Linked DNA regions of Mus musculus: regions 1 and 2 are each linked to region 3. The links are chromatin contacts, called in public Hi-C and Micro-C maps. All regions are on one chromosome and are shown on one strand. Each heading gives the region's core, a stretch centred on a gene start, on an enhancer-like site or on the middle of the called end of the contact. The rest is flanking DNA. Distances are from core to core; before and after follow the strand shown. Region 1 has its middle 16 kb from the start of Gm33638. Region 2 overlaps Gm29243 (predicted gene 29243). Region 3 has its middle 84 kb from the start of Gm29243.

Region 1 (3,349 bases), core at 304-2,803, 110 kb before region 3:
GTGCGGTGGGAGGGGATACCTCAGTGGGTCCATGTTGAGGCACCCCTTCCCCGAAGTACCAGCCATACAACAGGTACAGTATAGAATAGAGTTTATTTGGGGGCATGGGAAGGGGAGTTGAGAAGGGAGAAGGGTGTAGAAACAGAAGGGAGGAGGGGGGGGCAAGGGGGGAAGAGGGTGGACAGGAACATTGGGGAGTGGGGAGGGGAAGGGGAGAGAGGGAGAAAAGGGTCTGAGAGGAAAAAGAGTCAGAGAGGGAAGGGAGGCCAAGCAGTCCCTTTTATAGCAAGCCCCGCCTACCTAGCTGTTGCTAGGTAACTGTTGGGTGGAGCCTAGAAGGACTGCTAACTCCTGTAGATCAGGTCTCACTCAGAAAAACTTCTTCCTGCAGATAGAAGCTAATACAGAGACCCACAGCTAGACAATGTGCAGAGAGTGAGAGATCTTGGCATATTCAGTCCTAAATAGGATGTCTTCATCAAACTCCTCCTCTTAGGGCTCAGCGAACTCTGCAGAAGAGGAGGTAAAAGCAGAATAAAAGGCAGACACTAAGGAAACAGTGCCTTCCAGATACAGTAGGACACACATATGAACTCACAAGAGACTGGGCCAGGCATGCGCAGAGCCTGCACAGATCAGACATCTGCCTAAGACAGATGGGGTCTTAGCACGGAGAGGGGAACTGGATAAGAGACTCCCATCCCTAACCCAGAAGCTATGTCCAATTGGCAACCTCTTGAGAAGAAGAACTAGTGTTTGCTGACGGCCTCTCACGGAGTGTAGAAACCACACTAAAGTGCTGGTCCCGTGCCCGGCTGTAGACGGCTAACACAGAACGAACTCAGTGGTCTCTCTGCAGATGTTTTGGAGAGATCACATAGTGCTTAGTTTGGACCTATGTTACCCTCCTGGTCTTGTGCTTATATATTATGGTTTCTGATTTTTGTGGTTTTATGAGTTTCATGTGTATAAGTTTGTGTAAGCTTCTCTGTGTGTACAGTGTATATGGTTTTTTGGGCTCTCTTTCTGTTTGTTTTCTTTTAGTCTGGATATATATATGTTTGTTTTCTAAAAAGAGAGAAAGAAGTCATGGAGTTGGATGGATGGGGAGGTGGGGTGGGAGGATCTGGGAGGAGATGAAGGGAAGGAAGCCATGAGAAAATACTGTATAAAAACCATACTTTCAATTAAATAAAAAAGAAGGGAAAAGTATATCACATATTTTGACCATATTCTCCTTCTCCAGCCTTCATCTTTCTCCTCCCTGACCCTCCCTTGTTCCCATTACTTTCCTTCTTTCCTCGAGGCTCCGGAAGGATGAAACTTTGTTAAAAGAAACTCAGTCTCTGGAGAAAGACAACTTCCAAGTGTTAAATCTGTGTTTTTTTTTTTTTTTTTTTTTAAAAGTCCACTAGCTAGGCATTTCCTCAGTGTGATACATGTTCAATTACTCGTTTTTTAGCATTGCCTAATTTAGATAAGGTTTTACCAGAAAGCCACGGAAAAGCTATGATTTCAGCATTTCAAATGGCCTGTGCCTCTGTAGCGGAAGTATCCCATTTCGCAAGTGATCATTAAGGACAGGAACAGGGTGAATTTGTTAGTCAGTCACCGAGCTCCTCATTAGTGAGCTAGCTAGTAAGGTGGCCTGCTGAGTGATTAGGAGGAAAGATGGAGAGAGGAATTGCATACTTCCAGATCCGATCTTGTTAATACTGGATAGCTGATTAATAACTGCGGAGAAAAGAAAGGTCCTTCTGGATGGCCCACAGGGAGCAATACCTAATTAGAGGAAGCTTCCCCTGCCAAACACAGCTGCTGCCTACGGGTTGATGCATAACCTTGTGACATCGCGCTTGGAACTGAGCCTAACTCTTGCCCCTTTCTCCCGGAGTGTGCCGGTATGATTCACCGATGGGAAGAGCGGTTCTCTGGAGGTGAGCCCTCCTACGCGTGAGCCTCAGATCCCGATGGACTCGTTTTGAATTCACCCTCCCTTGGAGATTGTCAATTAGGTAATCTCTCCTACTCAGGTTTATGATTAAGGTGAATTAGAAAATTAGTGGCACTTAAACTGGTTATGAGAGATGCCTGAGCTTGGGTGGGCCTGACAAGGCATAACTACGCTCTGCAGCACTTCATATGAGCCTTGAACCTTGTCTCCCCCAGCTTCTTGGCTGGGCAGAATTTCATTCCTGTTAATGCTGTCATTGATAGAGCAGCTAATTGTTAACTCAAAGGACAAGGAGGGGGAGAAGTCTCCAAACTTATCCGAACTTTGGGATGATAATCAGGCATGCCTTTCTTTCAAATTCTTTCTCAATAAGCACAACAAACACAAACAGAAACTTTGGAAATTTATAAGGGAAAGAGAATGGGGTGACCCGATCAACACACTCCCTTAGGGATAGCCACGTGACACTGGCATTCAGTAAGACCAATTGATAACCAGTCTAAGGACATAGCTACTGCTTCTTCTTCTTCTTCTTCTTCTTCTTCTTCTTCTTCTTCTTCTTCTTCTTCTTCTTCTTCTTCTTCTTCTTCATTTATTTATTTATTTATTTATTTTATGTATATGAGTACACTGTGAGCCTTCATGTGGTTGTTGGGAATTGAATTTTAGAATCTCTGCTTGCTCCGGTTGCCCCTGCTCGCTCCGCTCCAGTCAACCCTACTCTGGCCCAAAGATTTCTTTATTATTATAAATAAGTACACTGTGGCTGTTTTCAGAAACACCAGAAAAGGGCATCAGATCTCATTATGGGTGGTTGTGAACCACCATGTGGTTGCTGGGATTTGAACTCAGTGCCTTTGGAAGAGCAGTTAATGCTCTTACCCACTGAGCCATCTCACCAGCCCCCAGGAAGTAACTTCTGAACATTCAATTGTGTTTCACCGATCTGGGTCTAACTCCTTTGTGTGCGTGCTTTGCATGTGCATAGTAATATGTATGAGTAAGCACAGAAGCTAGAGGAAGGTTTTGAGTGGCTTCCTCTAACACAGTAGTTTTCAACCTGTGTGACTCATTGGGGTGGTGGTGTCAAAGGACCCTTTGACAGGGGTTGCATATCAGATATTTACATTATGATTCATAGAATTATGGTGTAACAACAAAAATAATTTTATGGTCAGGGGTTACCACAACATGAGGAACTGTATTAAAAGGGCCGCAGCATTTGTAAAGTTGAGACGACTGATGTAACACTTTATGCTTTATTTCTTTGAGGCTGGTTTTCTCTGAACCTTATGATTCTGATTTTTGGCTAGGCTGGCAGCCAGCAAGTCCTAGAGAGCCCCTATCTTTGTCACCACTCCTTTATGAGTGAGGCTATAGGCACAGTGAGCATAT
Region 2 (3,786 bases), core at 460-2,959, 75 kb before region 3:
AATTGATTTCTCATCTGAGTACTGAGAATAATGGTGAAGTTGTCTGTAAAAGATGGAAATACCTGGGAGTGGACATAACTGGACCTTGGAAATGTGAAGTCTGAGATGTGTTTTCAATACTGGAATGAGTCAGAGTTTGATTTACAAACCGATAGCTGTGTAAGGAGACTTGGTATCCCATGGAGAGGTACTTCAAAATCGAACACATGCATTTCTGCATTTCTGAGTCTTGAAATTTGAAATCTTCGCCCTCCGTCTGACTTTTTGCATAAAGTCTCCATATTTACCACCAACCGAAGGCTGGTTTTCCCTATTAGAAGGCTAACTTTCTTCAACTGATTTTAGTGGGAAGCTCTCTACCACAGCATTCCTACCACAGCATTCCTCTACCGCAGGGAGATGCCATGGCTGACGGAGTCCTCATTGGGAAGCAGAGTCTTTGCTGGCTGCTTGGTTCACTTGGGTGGCTACTGCTGTTGCCTTATTTACAGAGTGGAGATGGGTAAGAAGCCTGGGGTAGCCACCTCCCCAAGTTCCCTGTGGTGACAAAGAAGATCATTCCTACCCCCCCCCTTTCCCCAGTGGCTATAGCAGTCTACGCAAGTTTCAGGCTGACTTCCATTGAGTGAGGTTTCAGTAAGGGAAGAGTCAACCCAGCGATCGTAAGTAACTAAATTCCTTCTGTAGATTAAGGGTCCAGCTGATGCTAAGACAATTTCCCAAGATTCTGAAGGTCGAGGGTCATAATACAATACACTCTAAAGGAAGAAGCAAATCTAATCCCGCTCACCCCATTATCTCTTGCTCTTGGCTCCAAGAAAGATTCTGTAGGTAGCAATAAGATTTTTACATTGGATGCTGCTCATGGTATCAACAAAACAATTTCTCTGTCTCAGAGAGTCGGAGCTCATAGCCTGTGTTTCCTCTCTTCCCCATTCCTTTTGCTTCCTTTTATTCTCCGTGAAGGTGTTAATGAACGGTTAATTGCTTAAGGGTGGGCTTGCTGACAAAGAAGAATAAGGACAGGAAAGCAGTGATAACAGTTTGAAAAACTGTGAATAGAGAACTGTAAAAGCAGGCTTCCGCAGAGCCTGGGGTGTGGGGGTGGGGGCTGGGTAGGCAGATTAATCTAGTTCCTTACCTCTGGCTCCCACCCAGCATCTTCCACTCCCATCTCCTTCCCTCAGTTTTGTCACAGCGTTTGAGGGTTTAATTGAAGACCTGCAGAGGAGAAAGTGCTACGGCCACTAACTGGCTGGTTATATTATGGGAAAGAGACTTGAGAGTAAACAGAGGGCCTTCTGCTCTGAGCACAGTGCTGAGAACCTGAAGTCAGGCAGAGGAGAGCCTGAGCCAAGGCTGTATATTAGTTTAATATTTGTAGACCCAATGTGATGCTCAAGATGGAGAGAGAGAGAGAGAGAGAGAGAGAGAGAGAGAGAGGTTCCATTCACCTTGGCCCTGAGATGAAGCCACACTAAGGGAGTCTAAGCAAGAGAAGCACGCAGAAGCGAACTTTTGTACCCTTGACTTTTGCAGAAGGCTCGCCCAGTTCATCTTCTATTTCCCCAGAATTCCCTTTCCTCATGCCTTTCTTCTCTGACTCACCGTCCTAGCTGTTCTTTACTGTGAAAGCACACACACAGTGTCCACCAGACAGTGGCTGGAACCTCTCATTGACAGGATGGCCCGACAGCGTGGGCTCTGTATGGAATCATGGTGTGCTGTGTGTGACTCACTCCTTGTTTTACCACCATCTGAGTCGGCCATCAGCCCATCCATTATCTGTGGCTTGTAAGCCTATTACATTAGCTCATCTCTTTTTGCCCAGTTGACATCCGGTCTTCTTCCTTTGTTGGAGTCCCCGGGACCGGCTGCATTACCTTCTCATGTGCTCATTGCCCCGTATGGTGTCATCCACAGATAACATTAACATGCCGTTTACACTTTCCTGGGTCACTAATCCAAATGTTAAATGAGTCAGAGGGTGACACTTGGCATTCACCATCTGTGGTGGGTTGACATTTGCCACTCCTGCAAACATTCACCCTCTTAAAGCAGGACCGGATCTGGTGCTTGTCAAAACCGGACCCATTCAAACCCTAATGATGTTGGTATGTGCAGCAACAGCACTCTTGTTAGCTATAACCTTTGTTCATAGTCACCCTCCTGCCCCGCCCCCACCCCACGCCTGTGGCCTGTGGAACCAAGAACTGGCTGGAGTCTGGGAGTAAGGACAAAGGTAGTGACGGGATGCCAGAGGATGCTGCCAGATGGCAGAGTTGGGGGGCTCAGCCGTCTGATCACTCAGAACCTATAAGCAAATGGCAGTGCCCTGCAGTATTGTCAAGACCGGATAGTGAAGGTGTGCTAGCACAAGCTAGCTCTGTTGAGTTACTTGAGATGCAAATTAGATTCATGAAGAAAACCTATTTGGCTTCCTTGACTACTGTGATGAACTAGACCCTTAAGCTTCTACACCATTTAGAACTGATGGAATACTGTTTTCCTGGCTGAACTACTAAATATTGATTTATAATTTTCTCTCTTTCTCTCACTCCTAGAGATGAAATCCAAGGTCTTTCAAGATATGCAAATGAAGCATCCTTTTTAAATTCAAATTGTGGCATAGCATTAAAAAACTTATTTTGATTAAAAATTATACTTGTGAATCTTCCCATTCACTTACTCTTTCTTTTGTTTGATTTTTATTTCTTTTAAAGACATTTTAAAATTTTAATTTATATATATGTGTGTGTGTGTGTGTGTGTGTGTGTGTGTGTGTGTGTGTGTGTGTGTGTTTACTCACATGTGCAAGGCCACAGAGGCTAGAAGAGGGTGCTGGATTTCCTGGAACTAGAGTTGCAGGTGGTGTGAGTCACCTGATGCAGATGCTGGGAATTGAACTTGGACCCTGTGTGAGAGTGTCTTAACTGTTGGATCATCTCCCCGTCCCCCATCCCTGCCACCCCCCCATCCCTGCCGCCCCCTTGACATTATTTCTTGATAGGAGATTTTGTTTTGTTTTCTAAAAACCTGTACTGACTCTCCGTGTGTGAGTGTATGTTTTACCCTGAACTGTGCTGGCTTGTAAAACAGAATCGCATAGATTTTATGTATCTCTGATTTCCAGTTTTGCTGTGTATCTTCTCTCCTCTCATCCTCTTTCCTTCCTTGTAGGGGATTTTAATTCAGAGCTTTGCCTATGCTAAGCTTTTACTAACATGAGCTATACCCTGGACCCTAATATTTTTTTTTTCTTTCAGAGTGACTCTTCAAAACTTCATTCTATAGATATTATTTCTTGGGAGAACTGGAGTTTTATTTCAAAATGTCCTTCTCTCTCTCTCTCTCTCTCTCTCTCTCTCTCTCTCTCTCTCTCTCCCCCTCCTCTTCCCCCTCCCCCTCCTCTCTCCTCTCCCTTTCCCTATGTCTCCCCTCTCCCTTTTCATCTCCCTCACCCCTCTCCCTCTCTGTTCATACTTGAGAAGCTGTTTTCTGTGTATTCCAGGGTAAGCTTAACTTTATAATCCCCATGTCTCAGCTTCCTAAGGGCTGACATTCCAAGCATATGCGTCCATACTAGTGATTTTTACACTTTGAACAGACTTTCAGAATGGATTATGATTTCTTCCTTTTTCCTTCCTTCCTTCCTTCCTTCCTTCCTTCCTTCCTTCCTTCCTTCCTTCCTTCCTTCCTCCCTCCCTCCCTCCCTCCCTCCCTCCCTCCCTCCCTTCATTCCTTCTTTCTCTTTTTGATCAGAGGTGGAAAGTAGATGTAGACATA
Region 3 (3,882 bases), core at 141-2,640:
CTCATCAATCCACCTATCTATCCTCTATGTATCTACCAATGCAGTCATCATCTGTTACTTCTGGGAGTCTTGATTGGGGGTCTTTGTTGTCTAGGAGTCTTTGTTTTCTCGGACAGTTAAAAAATTAAAAGGCAGGAAGAATCTCAAGAGTGACAGGTGGCAATAGAGCAATCTCAGCCACTGCAGACAGCAGCAGACAGAAGCAACAGCTGAAGAAAGGCTTGGGGTTGAGGATGCACACCTGTGTGGCAGATGCACAGGAAAAAGACCCTCTCTGAAGCAAGGGGTAGAGGGAACCCTGGGAAGCGAAGACTCCAGTCTCTTCTGAAGGGCTGTCTTTGTCTTATAAAAGTCTCTGAAGAGTTGTTTTGTTTGTCTCTAATTTATGGTTGGTCAGTTTGAAGAAAGATAGGATGGTTGACTGGCCCACAGTATTGTGTAATATGTCCTATGTGGTCTTGAACTTGTTGAGCCAGTCCAGCAGCATGGAGGCTAGTGGCCGGGGAGAAAATAGTCTATGAGGCCTTTGTTTTAATCTGCCAGGCTTTTGTCCTATGTCAGGAAGGTGAGGAAGAAGCCAGCCATTTTGAAAGCTTGCCACCTTTATTACCTAATCACGGCTCCTCTCCTTGTCTGTCCTCCCACCAAGGAGTCTGTCTAATTCCTGGTCCCTCACATCTGTCTATTAATCATTCAATCGTTCGTCATCATTCTTTTCATGATGTATGTACGTATGTACATATGTATGTACGTATGTATGTATGTATGTATGTATGTATGTATATACTATGTATGTATATATGCATGAATGTATTATCTATCTATCTATCTATCTATCTATCTATCTATCTATCTATCTATCTATCTATCTATCTACCCACCCATACCCTACAGGTTCATGTTTCTCTCAAAACCCTGAGTATTTATATTCAAAACAATATGGAAGGCCTTCAAAGTTCCAGAGTCTTCATAAACCACATGTTAAATTGGGTCCCGAGACATAGATGCATGGTTGGATGGACTTGTCCTAAGCAAAGAGAAGCAAACTTCCACCACAAGACTTAAAAAGGAGCAGATAGAGAATGCCAAGAGAGAAAGATGGGAAAATGAAGATTATAAATTGCTGAAGGGGTCAGCACCGAACCTTCCATCTAGTAGAGCCTCCTTTCCTGAGAGCCATTACCATAATAAAGACACGCCGCGGGCAGCTGGCCAAGCAGCCGCCAGAGTCTTCTGACTTTGGTAGGTTTCTTAGGCTATCACAATATTTGCTTTCACGCATGGGAGATAATTGACACTTGGCTGTCACAGCAACAGAAGCAGGAACAAGACCCACACCACACGGGGAAGGGGGTGGGTCTGGTTTTCATCTGCTAGATCCGGTCTAAGAACGGCTTCTCCCCTGGACAGCTGTCGTCACCCAGTCTGGTAGCTGTGCTTGCTTCCTCAGACATGAAGGACGAGACTGAGGGTGACTGGAAAATTTGTGCCACACGGAAGTCTAAGGGCAGTGTTCCTGAGGCGGTGCTCAAAGTCATCTGTATTTCAAATCTTCACATGGTGGGGGAGTCGGGCAGGACTGCCATTGGCAAACTGATAGGCACAGTGCCAAATCTGGTCTGTGTTCCCATAGCAGGCTGCTCCACCCTTACTGACAGTTTCATACAAGCAAACAGCAGGTCGTGGTCATGTTTCATATCCACCATCTCATCTCACTCTTGCCCTGTTCTACTGAAACTCTTCCCCAGCAAGTCTCTTTCTGACTCTCGTGCCATGGTGTGTGTGTGTGTGTGTGTGTGCATGTGTGCACGCATCTGTGCGTGTAAGTGCATGCATGCATGGAGAGTTATTTATTAGGACATGGAACACAGACACTGCTAAAGAAGATGGCACTCTCTCCTGCGGTCAGTGATTGTCAATAGTCTCTGGGGGAGGGGCGGGCATCATGAGCACCAATAGGAAAACATGAATGTAAGAATAGCTGTGCTTACAGTGGGCTCATAAGGAAGCAGGGTTTGTCATCAGTTTACTTGGTGCCTGGTTCTCTCTTAGCTTGAGCTCATGTGTCTTTCTGGATGGGTTGCTAGGGATGCTCTTTGCCTTGGTTACTAACTCTACCAAAGCTTGTCAACAAGCTAGAGTAGCTATTAGTTGAAGACCCACGCCCCTTCCCTCTGTAGCAGCTGGGATTGGGGCAGGAAATGTATTCTAACTTGGTGGCCTATATGTGCCTTCCTCTGATCTTCTTCACTGAAACCAAGTTGTTGCTATTCCCAGCATACGTGGGGTGCGTCTGTAAGTCTATTCTCTGCAGAAAGTAGAGAAGCACTGTCCAGGGGTGTGCTGGCTCACAATGGCTCCTCAAAAATGAATGCTGTACCAGGTATTGATAGTGCTCTTTCTCTGATGGCTTAGCTTGTGGGCCAGTTTAGAACTTGGCAGTAGGAAGGAGAGAAGGATGAAGGAGAGGAAGCCCAGTTGGATTAGAGGTTCAAGTTGATAAGCAGGTATATAGGTCAGGATTGAGTAAGTAGTTGGTAGACCCCTGGGTTCTGTATTGAAAAATTGCAATCTTGACTCAAGGGGAAATGAGAAGGAAAAGGAACAGGTGGATGACAGAAGAGTCAAGGTTCTGGGATGAGCAGGACTCCTCAGCAGGGAGGCAGCTGTAAACCAGGGTGGTGTGCTTTCAGAAAGGCTCTGATTCCCAGGAAGGAATTAGACTCCACTAAGAACTAGGAACTTGAGAGTTGTACTCGTGGCCCACTGGAGAGGTTAGCAGACAACTTGATGTGTGTAGAGACCTCCCTAGGGTTCGGATCAACAGAGCTAAGATGTATGCTTGGGGGTTCCTTGGCCTAAATGTTTCTGATCCCTCCAAGTCTATGTGTCGGATCTCCCCACCCCCACCCCTTGCCATTCTGCTAGAGGCGAGCACAGCATTATAGTACTGTGCAAAAACTCACGAGAAACAAACAGCCCGCTCCAAACACCAGATCTGCAGTCTGCTGGACAGCTTGGGCTTTCTACTTCTAGAGTTGAGAAAAATACATGTCCACTCTTTGTAAGCCACACAGTTCACCGGCACCTTTATTCCAGCAGTCGGAATGGACTGCCCTGCTGATCAAGCTGTCTTTCTGTCTTGCTCACTTTCCTGGTTGGAGGTTTATAAAAAAAACCCTTCAATTCTAACACTGGGGAGGGTGTGTCAGCTCCATGTGTTCTGAAAAGAGGCCATAAGGCCTGCTCTTCTCAGGCAAGATCACAATCCCCTTTTATGACTTTCCATGAGACATTGCTGGTTATGAACGGTGCTTGCTTTGAATTTTTGTCATCATTATCATCAGGGTCGTCTGTATTACAGTCATTACCATCTCATCATTGTTATGACCATCATCATTACAATAACCATCGATATTATATCTGTTATAAGCATCATCACCACCATCTGCATCTTCATCGTCATCACCATCATCGCCATTTTCCATTTACAAAACATTTAACTTTCTGCTATACACAATAAAAGCAGAAAAACAGTGCCACAGATTTCCATATATCTGACATCTACTTTTATCAAGTGTTAATATTCTTTTTATTGGGCTCTATGAAAAAAAAAGAAACATCACAGATACAGTTTAAAAAAATCTCATCTTTTTATTATTTTACCTTCTTTTTTTTCCCCTTTATGACAACAAGCAAGCCATGAGCCATCATCTTGAGGAGACAAGTTCCTGGGGTATACATTCCTGGTCAAAGTATCACCGTACATTCTGCATCCTGGATTTTTAGAAAGCAGTAGTGATGTATTGCCCTTCACCTCCAGCGGAGGTTCTGTCAATGTTTGATGTGATGAAGACAAAGGCGTTGGCCTCCTCACTGAAC

What was found. Hi-C and Micro-C count contacts between places; a contact is called where the count stands out from the background.
Region 1: a contact with region 3 is called in a Micro-C map of the AtT-20 cell line, with 2.3 times the contacts expected there. The contact joins two enhancer-like sites. A contact is called at or near these places in 9 of 39 promoter capture datasets (the 3T3-L1 cell line, 3T3-L1-derived adipocytes, the HPC-7 cell line and 5 more), 1 of 15 datasets of contacts at CTCF or cohesin (CD8 T cells) and 2 of 484 Hi-C or Micro-C datasets (the AtT-20 cell line and the N1E-115 cell line).
Region 2: a contact with region 3 is called in a Hi-C map of the N1E-115 cell line, with 3 times the contacts expected there. The contact joins two enhancer-like sites. A contact is called at or near these places in 7 of 39 promoter capture datasets (the 3T3-L1 cell line, 3T3-L1-derived adipocytes, the C10 cell line and 3 more), 2 of 15 datasets of contacts at CTCF or cohesin (CD8 T cells and pro-B cells), 3 of 484 Hi-C or Micro-C datasets (CD4 T cells, the N1E-115 cell line and bone marrow-derived DN3 thymocytes) and 5 of 115 datasets of contacts at active chromatin or transcription factors (CD8 T cells, effector CD8 T cells, embryonic stem cells and 1 more).

Annotation. Positions count from the first base shown.
Region 1 is chr8:34,187,243-34,190,591 of GRCm38.p6, forward strand. No RefSeq gene overlaps it. Among named protein-coding and RNA genes, the nearest start is that of Gm33638, 16 kb to the left of the region's middle. Within about 2 kb of position 1,554, at least 34 of the 459 cell types and tissues checked have an H3K27ac peak or open chromatin away from gene starts, as enhancers often do. A contact at or near this core is called in the AtT-20 cell line and the N1E-115 cell line, where this site is marked.
Region 2 is chr8:34,223,467-34,227,252 of GRCm38.p6, forward strand. Gm29243 (predicted gene 29243) reads left to right here. Exons shown (of 4, transcript NR_166073.1): 3 at 396-502; 4 at 2,565-2,684. Among named protein-coding and RNA genes, the nearest start is that of Gm29243, 8.5 kb to the left of the region's middle. Within about 2 kb of position 1,710, at least 50 of the 459 cell types and tissues checked have an H3K27ac peak or open chromatin away from gene starts, as enhancers often do. A contact at or near this core is called in the N1E-115 cell line, where this site is marked.
Region 3 is chr8:34,299,216-34,303,097 of GRCm38.p6, forward strand. No RefSeq gene overlaps it. Among named protein-coding and RNA genes, the nearest start is that of Gm29243, 84 kb to the left of the region's middle. Within about 2 kb of position 1,391, at least 34 of the 459 cell types and tissues checked have an H3K27ac peak or open chromatin away from gene starts, as enhancers often do. A contact at or near this core is called in the AtT-20 cell line and the N1E-115 cell line, where this site is marked.